Linked DNA regions of Mus musculus: region 1 is linked to region 2. The links are chromatin contacts, called in public Micro-C maps. All regions are on one chromosome and are shown on one strand. Each heading gives the region's core, a stretch centred on a gene start, on an enhancer-like site or on the middle of the called end of the contact. The rest is flanking DNA. Distances are from core to core; before and after follow the strand shown.

What was found. Hi-C and Micro-C count contacts between places; a contact is called where the count stands out from the background.
Region 1: a Micro-C map of the G1E-ER4 cell line shows a contact between it and region 2, with 3 times the contacts expected there. The contact joins the promoter of Usp28 here to the promoter of Nxpe4 in region 2. A contact is called at or near these places in 2 of 39 promoter capture datasets (hippocampal neurons and liver) and 2 of 484 Hi-C or Micro-C datasets (the G1E-ER4 cell line and erythroblasts).

The regions. Positions count from the first base shown.
Region 1 is chr9:48,980,105-48,987,210 of GRCm38.p6, forward strand. It overlaps Usp28 (ubiquitin specific peptidase 28), which reads left to right and starts at 5,281. Exons shown (of 25, transcript NM_001359739.1): 1 at 5,281-5,433. The coding sequence starts at 5,377. It overlaps Gm51673 (a long non-coding RNA gene), which reads right to left and starts at 5,025. Exons shown (of 3, transcript XR_003948157.1): 1 at 4,724-5,025; 2 at 4,312-4,400.
Region 2 is chr9:48,358,715-48,365,263 of GRCm38.p6, forward strand. Nxpe4 (neurexophilin and PC-esterase domain family, member 4) reads left to right here and starts at 3,327. Exons shown (of 9, transcript NM_172921.3): 1 at 3,327-3,461.

The DNA.
Region 1 (7,106 bases), core at 4,031-6,530, 620 kb after region 2:
AAGCACACTGGCTTCAAACTTTGAGTAATCTTGGTGCCCCTCCTTCAGGAGTGCTAGGATTCAGGGTGATGGCACCGCAGCCTGCCATTCTTCTCATAGTCACTAGTGTAGGTAGGCATGTGCAGTTCCCTCATTTTATTTTTTTTGTTTGTTTTTTTAGTTTTTTCGAGACAGGGTTTCTCTGTGTAGCCCTGGCTGTCCTGGAACTCACTCTGTAGACCAGGCTGGCCTCGAACTCAGAAATTCACCTGCTTCTGCCTCCCAAGTGCTGGGATTAAAGGTGTGCGCCACCACGTGCGGCTCCCTCCCTCATTTGTGTGTGTGTGTGTGTGTGTGTGTGTGTGTGTGTGTGTTTCCTTTCAAGTACAGCTTTATGGCTCCTGAAGTACAGCGAGGCCTGGATGCCTTTCTGTCAGAGCTCTGACCACTTATCCTACAGTGACTGTGGCCTGCTGTTTTGAGTAAAGCTACAAAGAGGGCACACACCCTTTGCAGAACTTTGGTCTCTGTTTTGATTTCCTTTTCGAGTGTGGTTGATCTCTGAGCCTTTGTCAGGCTCTAGGCAGGCACTTTTTTGGAGTAAACACCCATGCATTGGGGGTAGGGTCTGGGGGGGGGGGGGAGGGAAGGCTGCTCCCCTGTAAAGGAGTGATTATGGAGACTTCCAAGTTGCTCATTGTTGTTATTTCAGATAACAGCCTCCAGAGAAACAAGGAGCCAACTAAAAATAGCTGGTTCACTTGGATCTACTCTTTTCATGAGACTGAGAATAAACCTGGCACATTAAAATACTAATTCTCCACTGAGGCTTTCCTGTCTGCCTCTGGGGTGTGGCTATGTGTGTGTGAGAGAATCGGAGATATAATTTTTATCATTACACTTGCTCATTTATGTAGATGTGCGTGGGAGGGGATGCCACAGCACAGGGGTTGGGACTTCTCCTTCCATGATGAGGGTTGTGGGAATCTAACTTATGACTTCAGGCTGGCTTCTATCCAACTGAGCCATCTCCCCTAGACCTCTGCCATTGTTTTGAACACATTATATGAGCTCAAGAACGTGCTCAATTCTAAATGTGATGACTTTTCCCAATCAGAGTATGTATAATTTCCCCCTGAGAAAAACTTGATTCCAGCAGGCCTGGCATAGGGTTGTAGTCTCAGTCCCAGGAGGCTGGAGCAGTAGGATCCAGAGTTGAAGGCCAGCCTAGGAGACACAAGGACACAGTCTAAATGAAAAACAAAAAACAAAAAACAAAAAAACTGGGTGACAGTGGTGCATGCCTTTAATCCCAGCACTTGGGAGGCAGAGGCAGGTGGATTTCTGAGTTCGAGGCCAGCCTGGTCTACAAAGTGAGTTCCAGGACAGCCAGGGCTATACAGAAACCGTCTCAGAAAAAAACAAAAAAACAAAACCAAAAAAAAAAAAAAAAAAAAAAAAGAAGAAGAAGAAAAGAAAAAGAAAGAAAACCCCCTTCCTAGAGGCCTTACTTAGAGAAGTGTCACCAGGGGTGCCCTTTGTTCTTTGTTTTGCTGAGATAGGCTTTTGTTTTTGTGCTCTAGGCTAGCCTTGGACTCAATACAGTTAGTTCCAGTTTAGTCTCAAACTCACAGCCGTTCTCCTGCCTCAGTCTCCCGAGTGCTGGGATTATAGGCATACACAGCCACACCTGGCCCTCCCTTCATTCTCATTCTCCCCTCTCTTCCCTGTTTTGTTTTGAGACAGGGTTTCTCTGTGTAGCTCTTGCTGTCCTGGAACTTGAACTGTAGACCAGGCTGGTCTTGAACTCATAGAGATCCACCCACCTCTGCTTCCTGAGTGCTGGAACTGAAGGTATGGGCCACTCTGTCTAGCTTCCTCCAGCTCTCTGGGACTGTCATACATGTGTATTGTGTATTTTGATTAAAGTAAGGATTCCAAAGTCCAACTTGGCAAACAAATGAGTTTTAATGAGGTTACTTATATACAGGAGCAGGAATGAGTCAGAGAGAGTTGTTATCACCAAAGTCCATCCCAGCATGAGTGACAGTCCAGTAAAGCTCAAAACTTGAAGTACACTGCATAACTTGCAGGCTTCTTGGCAGGCTGCAGTGGGTCTCTTGCAGGTAGCTTGGCTGGTCTGAGCCTTTTTTTGGGGGGGGGGGGTTTCTCTGTATAGCTCTGGCTGTCCTGGAACTCACTTTGTAGACCATCACTCAGAAATCCACCTGCCTCTGCCTCCCAAGTGCCTGAGCCTCTTTCCAGGCAGCTCAGTTTATCTCAGCAGTCCTGTTTATATGTTTGGGGAGGGTGGGTCCTAGTGACTTCCAGGACTAGTGACTTCCTGGACTACCAGAAGCCTTTGAGTTGTTTATTTCCTTAGCACAAGGTGCTACCTTCCAAAGTGGGTTAAATTTGGAGGAAATTGCTACAGGACAGTGACCTACTGAGATTCAACCGGGCTGCTTACACAAGCCTAAGGATTACTTAGTGATGCACGAACAACTTAACTGTGGCTATACCACTTAAGAAAATGGGGCTACAATCACAAAGGAACTCATACAATATGTACTCACTGATAAGTGGATATTAGCCCAGAAACTTAGGATACCCAAGATATAAGATACAATTTGCTAAACGCATGAAACTCAAGAAGAACGAAGACCAAAGTGTGGACACTTTGCCCCTTCTTAGAATTGGGAACAAAACACCCATGGAAGGAGTTACAGAGACAAAATTTGGAGCTGTGATGAAAGGATGGCCCATCTAGTGATTGCCATATCCTGGGATCCATCCCATAATCAGCTTCCAAACGCTGACACCATTGCATACACTAGCAAGATTTTGCTGAAAGGACCCAGATATAGCTGTCTCTTGTGAGACTATGCCGGAGCCTAGCAAACACAGAAGTGGATGCTCACAGTCAGCTATTGGATGGATCACAGGGCCCCCAATGGAGGAGCTAGAGAAAGTACCCAAGGAGCTAAAGGGAAATGCAACCCTATAGGTGGAACAACAATATGAACTAACCAGTACCCCGGAGCTCTTGTCTCTAGCTGCGTATGTATCAAAAGATGGCCTAGTCGGCCATCACTGGAAAGAGAGGCCCATTGGACTTGCAAACTTTATATGCCCCAGTACAGGGGAACGCCAGGGCCCAAAAGAGGGAGTGGGTGGGTAGGGGAGTGGGGGTGGGTGGGTATGGGGGACTTTTGGGATAGCATTGGAAATGTAAATGAGGAAGATACCAAATAAAAATTTAAAAAAAAAAAAGAAAGAAAATGGGGCTAGAGAGACCGCTCAGTGGTTAAAGGCATACACTGCCCTTGTTGAGGCCCCGAGTTTGAGTCTCAGCACCCACATAAACGGTTTACTACTGGCGAGGCTTAGGAATTCAAGTTTCTTGTACTGACTTCTTTTGTTCTGTGATTTGGCTCTCCTGTGTGTACAGACACTGGACACACCTGCCTTTGATTGTATAATCAGTAATAACTTAATCAGTCTCTCTATAATTTTCTATTACTTTTTAAAACTTTATGTATAGGAGTGCTCTATCTGCATGTACAACTGAATACCAGAAGAGGGTAATAGACGGTAGATGGTTGTGAGCCACCATGTGGTTGCTGGGAATTCAACTCAGGACTCTTGTGAGTGCCCGACTCGCCAGCAAAGCAGATACCACAACAGGATCCTTCTGCACACGTTTATTGGGAGAGCTTGATTGCAGAGGCAAAAAGACCCCCACACCCAGAACTGTTGCTGCTTATATAGGCCTAGGAGAGGCGTGTCTCACACCCAGATTGGTTATGCTTTCCACCTCATTTGCATGTTCCTCATCTGATTGGCTATTCTCTCTCAGTACCTCACTGAGCCTCATTATCATACCTCATTTGCATGCCCCCCATCTGATTGGTTATTCTCTCAGTATCTCATGGAGCCTCATTATCATGCCCGGGCGAGGCAGTGACTTGGTGAAAAACTTTACTGCATATGTACACATTGGTTGTTTACCCAAACTTATGCGTGGTGGCCAGCGCCACCCTGCAACGGCACATGTGGCTTCCCACACACAGGACCTCTGGAAGAGCAGCCAGTGCTTTTTAATGCTCTTAACTACTGAGGCATCTCTCCAGGGCCCTCCCATTCTAATTTTATCAAGTCTAATGGTTCTGTCTTCAGAGAATCCTGACAAGGATGGACCTGATAGACACAGGTCCCAAATTTATTCCACATAGGAGACTAAGGCAGAAGTATAGAAAGTTCAAAGCCAGCCTGGGGAACTTAATGAGATCATCTCAAAGTGTTAAGTTTAACATGGCAGTAAAGACTTACCATCATTTGACCAGGTGGAGGCAGAGGACCAAGAATTTAAGGCCAACCACGGCTACACAGTCTGAGGCAAGTCCAATCCACGTGACATCCTGTTTCAAAAAAAACCCAAACCAATATCACCAACAATAAGAACCCTCTTCCCAAACATTAAAAGGGGTGGTAGGTGGCTTAGTGCATGAGCTAGAGTCAACACAGCTTATTACACACATGGCCTGAAAACGGGAATTTGGAACATGGGGCAACTGTTCAGGATTAAGACACGATGCTGAGCTCTGTGAAGGTCCTGGCCATTCAGTTGTCTTTATACAAACCACTCGAGTCAGTCTACGTTTCTCTTCGCGTCCCCAGATTAGGAAATGGCTAAGAGGTCTGGTGGGAAAATCTGTCAGCAGAAGGAACCCAGCAGCCTTACCAAGCTTATGGGGAGCTGGGGGCAGGCTGGACGCAGATGCAAGGCTCAGCAAGCGCGGGATGGAGTAAAAAAGGAGTCTTGGAAACCCAGAGGCCTCACCGCCCACTTCCTGGGCACCTAAGGCGGAAATAGCAACAGCTGGCGAGGCGACGCTGACCCCTTAGTTTGTGCCCGGCTGCGGTCACGTGGGCCAGAGCACGCGAAGACGCCCCGCCTCCGGCTCACGCAAACCAGGGGCGGGCGCGTGGGTGACGCCTCTGGCGCACGCTGCGGGCGTGAGCAGAGTGTATGGGCGGGGCCACCGGGGCTCTAAATTGGCGTGGGCGGAGCCTTGGGAGAGGGAACCTCGGCTGTGTGGGTGGGGCATGTAGGCGGGGTCTCCGGCGCAAGCCGCAAGATGGGTGGGAGTCGGCTGGCGGGGGTGGGGCATCCAGCGAACGCCGTGGGAGGAGCCTCTGCCGCGTGCTGTGGGTGGGGAGTGTTGGGAGCGGGCTGGCGTGGGCGGGGCTTCCATCGCGCGCCGCGGGCGGGGGCGGGACGTGTGGGCGGTGCCTCCCGGTGCTCCCGGGCTTCGGGGGCGGTGGTGGTGGCGGTGGCGACCGCGGCGAAGACGACAACGAGAGTGGGGCTACACGCGGAGGGACACCACGGCCATGACTGCGGAGCTGCAGCAGGACGACTCGGCGGGGGCGGCGGACGGCCATGGCTCGGTGAGCGGCGGGTGAGGGTAGCGGGGCCCGGGTTCCGGCTGAGAGGGGCGCGGCGGGCCAAGCGGGCGAGGGCCGACAGAGGCCGGGGCCTGCGGGCTAGGGCGAGAGCAACCCGGTCTTCCCGGGACTTTGCGAGGCTGGGTCCGCGAGCCTGTGTGAGGTTGCCTGGGTGTATAAGCCAGCTAAGGTTCCGAGCGGGATTGTGGGACCCGGTGCTAGGGACCCTAACGGGAGGGGTTGCACGTGAGATCGTAGGCAGCGAGGTCACCCCGAAGTGTGCACCGGGCCCGACCCAGCAGCTAAAAACTTCCCAAAAGCACGGCCACGGTGCCTTGTTCTGACTCTCAAATCAGTTTTATGGCAGTGGCTTCTCTGAGGCTAACGCAGACTTAAGTTATCTCACTTAAAGCCGGCGTTTATCAACAAAGTGCAAAAAAGACCCGGAGCCCCACTCCTCCCTTTTCCCGCCCCGCTTTTCATTCAGTTCTTTTTTTCCCTCGGAAACAAATCAGCTTCCCGAATTATCTCATTGATCACTGTAGGTTTTGAAGGAGGGGAGAGAAAAGCACAATGAATAGAAGGCACTTTACTATGTTCCTAGTAATATAAAAAGGTTGAAAAATATTACAAGGCTCTTAGGGCTTAGATGGTGGGCCTTTAGTAACACTGATTTGGAAAAAAAATCAAAAGGCTCATAATGTCTTTTAAAGAAACTTGGGAAGTGGGCAATTTGAGACTGTCATCCAGTTTTACTTTGGAATGTTATAACGTAACACAACATCCTCGTCCCTCAAGAACTGCACTTTTTAAATGACAAAATGGAAAACCTATACCAAGGATTCAAATACCGAGTTTGCAGTCGAGAAAATTTATAAAATATTTAGAATAAAAATTTGAGATACTGCTAAGAAAAACTCTATAATTAAATTCTATAATTAATGTCTTCTATAGTTAAATTTTAATAATTTGAGGTGCTGAGGATCAAGCCTAGGGCCTATCGCATGAGATAATCAAGCACTACACCCCCAGACTACAAGTTTAAAACATAGCAGGCTCTTTAAAATTCATGTAGAAAAAGATATCTCTAAGTCTTGGCCTGTAAAATGAAAGTAGGTGGATTTTTTTTTTTTTTTTTTTTTGGCGATCAGATAAAAATTGTTTATTACTCAACAGTGTCTTTTGGACATTGGGTCTGTATTTTTCTCTGTTTTCCTCCCCACAAGTCTACTTGTGTTGGGGACAGTGACTTATAAACAGGTGGTGAGATTTGGTTTTGAGACAGTCATATTGATACTATTTTGAGGGAGAGCAAGTCATATTTAAATTTGTTCTGGGCCCGTCATTTAAGACCACATGCCTTTCGATCAGTGGTATTTTCATTTACCTCTGTCACAGGCTGCTGAGGAGTGACCGGTAGTTGAGCACTCTCTATTTGAGGGTTTGCATGTAAGGTGTTTGAGCATTGTGTATAAAGTCAGAGCTATTTTGGGAAGGTTTGGCACTCCCAGGCTGTGGCTAGCTGCAGTAGCCTGATTCTGGGCGGGCGACCTGCGGAGTGATGACATTTACTGGTTAGTATTCCCAGAGATTTTGCCCCAGGCTGACAGATGATAAGCTTTGAAGGCTTGATAGCCCGTTGCCCTTTTTTCTCAGGTCAGGATAAAATGCTTGAG
Region 2 (6,549 bases), core at 2,077-4,576:
GGGCTCTCCAGAAGCAGCTAGAAAGAAGAGACAGGCGCACTGCCAACAACAGGCCATGAAATTGGACTATGAACAGCAAAGACCTTTAAAATCTTGTTAAAGCTGCCTTGTGGGGGACACATAGAGCCCCAAGAAGAGGAAATGTAAGTTTCTTATTGACTATAAAACAAGACCATTGAGTTTACTTGGACAATTCTTTCTAGGGGGTTGGCCCAGTAAATATGTTGATAGTATTTACTTAGGAGTCTTTCTCATCTCTAATCTTAAATTGTTAAATCAAGAATGAGAGATTTTATGTCTTAAAAATCTCTTTCTCCAAACACTTTTATACATTTGAAAGTTGTAACTCCAGCCAGTGTGTCAATTTGTGAGTCTTAGAAACTCATTTCTCAAGAACTCATGTGTCCAGCCAGTAAAACAGTGCAGATTACTAGCTGTAGTGTTTTGAACACAAATGGCTCCATAGACATGGAGTAGCTATGGCCTTGTAGGAGAAAGTGAGTTATCAGGAATGAATGGGCTTTGAGCTCTCTCTCTCTCTCTCTCTCTCTCTCTCTCTCTCTCTCTCTCTCCTTCTCTGACCCCACCCCACCCCGCCTTGCCTGTGGCTCAGGATATAAAGCTCTCAGGGACTGCCCCAGCACATAAGTGCCACCATGCTTCCCACCATGATAATAGTGGACTAAAGCTCTGAAACTGTAAGTAAGCCCCCCCCGATTAAGTTCTTTCTTCTGCAAGACTCATGGTGTCTCTTTGAAGCAATAGAACAGTGACTGAGGCACTAGGAGACATCCAATCAGGAGGGCCACAGCCACACATGCTCCTCCTCCCTGTCATTTTTCTTTGCTCAAGACGTTCAAGAACATTAAAAATCAAAAATGCTGGGTCAAGCCTATGATGCCAGCACTCCGAGGCTGAGGCCAGGGGAAATCCTTTCGTGTTAGAGTCAAGCCTAGGCTACATAACAAGTTCCAGGACATCTTGGACTACAAGAGTAAAATTCTGTCCTTAAAAAAAAAAATCAAATTTTACATAACCATCTTGATTTCAGGCTTCCGAATTCCAATTTCAGGGATACGCTAAATGGACACTCTTTACTGAGCAGACACAGGCATTCTGGAACACAAAGGTGTGACTGCACTGTCCCATGGACAGTGGCAAACGTGGAGCAGCCCTTCTCCCCCCCCCCCCCCAGCACTCACTCCCATCCTTCTGTGCGGCCAGGGAGTCAATTCTGCCATCTGCTTCCTCTCCTCAGGGCAAAGCTAACTTCCAGAATGCCTTCCTCTCAAAACTACAGCCACCTAAATAAGACCACACATGCCGGTGTAGATGGGGGAAATGTCACACGGCCCTGCCTGCAGAAGAGGGGCTGCAGGTGACTCACTGATATCTGCATCAGAAAGAATTGGTCTTCTCTAGGGAAGAGGCCTGGATAGGTTATTCAGTTGCAAGTGGTCAATATGTGCACATTGAAGCAACACTAAATAGACTCAGCATGCTGTAGAGTGGAGGGGGGGGGAGTTAGTGTGTGTGTGTGTGTGTGTGTGTGTGTGTGAGAGTGTGTGTGTATGTGTGTGTGTGTGAATACATGTGAGAGATAGTGTGTGTGTGTATAGATATGTGTGTGAGAGTATGTGTCTTGTGTGAGTGTGTAGGTATGTGGGAGTATATATGAGTGTGTGTGTATATGTGTATCTGTGAATGTGTACATGTGTGAGTGTGTATGTCTGTGTGTGTGAGTGTGTGTGTATCTGTGACTGTGTATGTGTGTGAATATATGTATGTCTGTGTGTGTGTCTGTGTGTGTCTGTGTGAGAGTGTATGTGTGACTGTGTGAGTACATGTGAGAGATGTGTGTGTGAGAGTGTGTGTCTTGTGTGAGTGTATAGGTATGTGTGAGTGTATATGAGTGTGTGTGTATATGTGTATCTGTGAATATGTACGTGTGTGTGTATGACCGTGTATGTGTGTGATTATATGTCTGTGTGTGTGTGTGTGTGTGTGTGTGTGTGTGTGTGTGTGTGTGAAAAACAATAATTAAATAAGAGGTCACGTGTAGGAGAGGGAACCGGGAGACATGGGAGGAGTTGGAAGGGAAAAACAGAAGAGGTGGAAATGTATACAGTTCTCCAAAAAATCCTTGTAAAAATTGAATAGGTTCTGGGAGATGGCTCCGTGTCTAACAGTGCTGGCTGCTCTTCCAGAGGACACAGGTTTGATTCCAGCACCCACAGGGCAGCTCACAGTCACCTTTACCTCCATTCTCAGAGGTTCCCACACCCTCTTCTGGCTTCCATGGGGACTGCATGCACGTGGTACACTGTCATGCATGCAGGCAAAACACCCACACATGAGACCCTATGTCAACCATGAAAGAAAAGAGAGAGGTGGTAGGGGAGAAAGGATCCAAACACAGACAGCCCCAACCAGTCAGCAAGACATCGTGTCTCTAGCTGCATATGTATCAGAAGATGTCCTAGTCGGCCATCAGTGGAAAGAGAGGCCCATTGGTCTTGCAAACTTTATATGCCTCAGTACAGGGGAATACCAGGGCCAAGAAGTGGGAGTGGGTGGGTAGGGGAGTGGGGAGGGTATGGGGGACTTTTGGGATAGCGTTGGAAATGTAAATGAAGAAAATACCTAATTAAAAAAAAGCCAAAATGGAACAGAGTGTGGGTTTGCTTCTGACACCCAACGTCCTTCACCCAGCAGCCTGAAGGTAGCTCAGAAACATGAAGTACCACTGAACTGAGACTCTGACGATCAGCCTGGACACTCTACCCTAGCCTTGTCCCAGGTAAGGATTCCGTGTCACAAGGCGGCCAACACTTTTCACCACGGTTGCGAATGCACACAGCCATTCCGTGTGGATTAACTGCTGGACACTGAGCGATCCAGACTCCCTCTCTTCGTCTTTGTGTCAACTGAAGCTTCCAGGTGGGGAAAAGTCACATCTCCATATAAAGACTCCTCCAGACCGATTGACTGATTAGAACTTCCACTTTTGTTACAAGTTGGAATGTTGCAGATCCAGAGCCAAAATTATCTTAGACCAGCTTGTCCCTTTGCCCACCCATCTCTGACTTAATGATCTAATTATCAGGTCAAAATTCTCTGGAATGTATTAACTTAGCAGATCACTGGCTTCTATCATCTAAAACTGAGAATGTCTTATCACGTGGCATCTGAAAATGCAAAAGGAGTGTTTTGAGGTCTGCAGATACCCTCCTACCCAGCATGCCTATGGAGTGCCTGAAAGCACTCTGATTGGTGGCTTGTTCTTGTTCTGTAACTATTAAAGGCTTTATACAAACCTTCCCCACATTGGATCACATTATTCAGGACAACCTGACTCTGCCTCCCTGGGTCACCACCATTCCGAATTGGCTCCAGCATACACGCTCTCAGGTTCCCTTTGAAGTGAGAGATGGTTTCACTGGACAGCTAGCAGCACTCGGGTAAGCATCCGGGTTACTATTATTGGTTTATTATAAACGATGCAAAGGCGAACAGGCAAATGCAGTCACACAGTGGGGAAGGGATTAGGCGGAGCGTCACCCACACCTCCCCAGACTCTCCTAGAAATGTTATCTTTCCAGAACACAGGGGCCTTAGCCAACCCATTTGCTCCTGCATTTCACTGTTGGAGGAACGTGACAGAGCGCTGTTATCTTTTCAACATGTTTTTGGCAGTGTTGAGGCCCCATACTAGGTCAGTCTCTCGGTGTGAGCTTAAATGTGACCAAACAGTTTCATATGAATGACAGATGACACTCGTGTCTTACCCTTAGGAATGCTGTGTCTGGAGTCAGGAACAAAGACCAAATGTGTTTTGTATATGGAGCAGGTGGTTGACAAAGCTGGCATCTGGTTCATTGGAAACACTTGAAACGTGATTCTCATTAAGACTGGTTGGGGAGAAGAAAGATGTGGGACTGGAAGACAGGGGGTGTATGGGAAGGAGAGGGGGAGCAGAACATGATAAACTTATTAGCCAGCAAAATTTAAACAAGTAGACAAGTTTTTCTGAAAAATAATAGACAGTGCCGCAATTCACTTAAGGAGAAATAAACAGCCTTAAACAGAGCAGTAGACATGAAAGAAATAGGAATGGTTAAAAGAAAAAAAAAGAATGAAAAGAGAAAAGAGAAAAGAAAACATAAAGCCCCGGGGTCCTTCAAGTGAGTGGGAACTTTAGGTAGCTTTGTCAGTGGTCGGGGAACAGAAACACAGCTGCACACTACCCCACACTGAGGTACTCCCCTAGATTCTCAGGGCCCCCGACTTAGGCCAAACTACAATGCACAGCTTGGACACTGGAAAGGATGTCAGGACAAAAGGGATGGAGTGACACAGAATTGGAAATGTTATTGAAGAGATTTTAATATCGGCTTCAGCGCTGGGAGAAAGACCCTTCTAAGTGGCAGTCTGTGTTTCCCAGAGAAGAGTAGGGGAAAATAACAACAGTCTCAAGTGTGGGCACAGACTCGTCTCCTGAGAGGGTATTAGTCAGAGAAGGAAGCCATTTTGGTGACTCTGAAGTTTCATCTCAAGAGGGTGCTAGGAAGCCCTCTCTCCACCCATCTCTATAAGAAAGATACATAAGGTGGCTCTGGAGATGTTTTGGATAGAATTAGTCTGACAAGGCAGAACCAGAAACCACTAAGTTTGCACAAGGAGTTTAGCAGAAGCCCTTTCCCTGCAGACAGGACTTCTGGGGAGAGTCCTAGAAAACTGCAGTTTTATGGCTGCCACCGAGAAAAAGGTCTCAAGCAGTTGGTGGTGGCTCTGGGGTTTACCTTGCTTACTAGAGGTTTCAACCAGGTTAACAGTTTCACTTCAGTGCGACAAGGAGCATTCATGTAAAACAGTGGTGGCTGTCCCTTTGATATGTGTTTCCAGCCGGGCATGGTGGCGCACACCTTTAATCCCAGCACTCGGGAGGCAGAAGCAGGCGGATTTCTGAGTTCGAGGTCAGCCTGGTCTACAGAGTGAGTTCCAGGACAGCCAGGGCAATACAGAGAAACCCTGTCTCGAAACAAACAAACAAACAAAAAACAAAAACAAAAAGAAAAGAAATGTGTTTCCATCACTGTGACAAGATGGCTGGCAGACACTCCTTAAGGGAGACGGGGTTTGTGTCTGCTTGTAGCTCAGAGATCTGGATCCATCGTAGCAGAGAGAGCGTGGCAGAGAAGGACAGTATGGACATTATGGCAGCCAGGAAGCAGGGGGGGTAGAGGGAGAGCCATCACCTAAGTTTCTTCCTCAATGGCTACTTTCGAAAAGCGTTGGTCAGAGCCGGGCGGTAGTGGCGCATGCCTTTCTTTAATCCCAGCACTTGGGAGGCAGAGGCAGGCGGATTTCTGAGGTCTACAAAGTGAGTTCCAGGACAGCCAGGACTATACAGAGAAACCCTGTCTCAAAAAGAAGAAGAAGGAGGAGGAGGAGGAGGAGGAGGAGGAGGAGGAAGGAGAAGAAGGAGGAGGAGGAGGAAGGAGAAGAAGAAGAAGAAGAAGAAGAAGAAGAAGAAGAAGAAGAAGAAGAAGAAGAAGAAGAAGAAGAAGAAGAAGAAGAAGAAGAAGAAGAAGAAGAAGGGAGGGGAGGGGAGGGGAGGGGAGGGGAGGGGAGGAAGGAAGGAAGGAAGGAAGGAAGGAAGGAAGGAAGGAAAGAAAGAAAGAAAGAAAGAAAGAAAGAAAGAAAGAAAGAAAGAAAGAAAGAAAGAAAGAAAGAAAGAAAGGAAGAAAGAAAGAGAGAGAAAAAAAGAAAAGCGTTGGTCAGGGACTTTACTAGGACCATTCCTCGGAGGGATTGGTCTGGTGCTCCTCCAGTCATTACACTGGCTTTTTAGGCTCAGAGAAAGAACACCAGAGAAAAAAAGAGCCATTTCCCTTACCTTGTATTGGGAGGCAAACAGCTGTGATTTAATCCTCTGGTGCTCGTCAGAGGCACCAGGATCAACAGCTGGAGACATGGCCCAACACAGGAAGTCTCTTCAGAGACCTCGACTCAGTGACCACAGGACTCTTGACTATACTGCAGAAAAGAATGCCAGGGCCAGTCAGTATGCACCAGAGTTGGACTTTCAGGGGCTGGAGAGAAGGCTCTGTGGTGGAGAGCCTGCATGGCTCTTACAGAGGAACTTTCATTTGCTTACTAGCATCCAGGACAGGTGGCGCACAACCACATAACTCCGGCTCCACAGGGATCCAAAGCCACTGTCCTCTAAGGGCACCAGCACATGGCACACATAACTAAAAATAAAATAACTCTTTCAGAAGAGCTTAACACAGACTTCAGAACAATTATTAACAGATGTATTTAAGTTCGTGTGCACCTGGGTATGAGTGTGGGCTTCTCACAACAGCAACTGCTTAAATGTCTTAACAATAGCCGTATGTATAATTTTGCTGGCTGCTGAAGTCACCGCTGCTTGAAGAACTTTAAGGAATGCCCCCCACACATCACATACTTCTCGTTTGCTCAGTGAGATCATAGGGTGGCTACTTGAATATGATTGTGGCTACAGGAAGTAATACTAGCTGC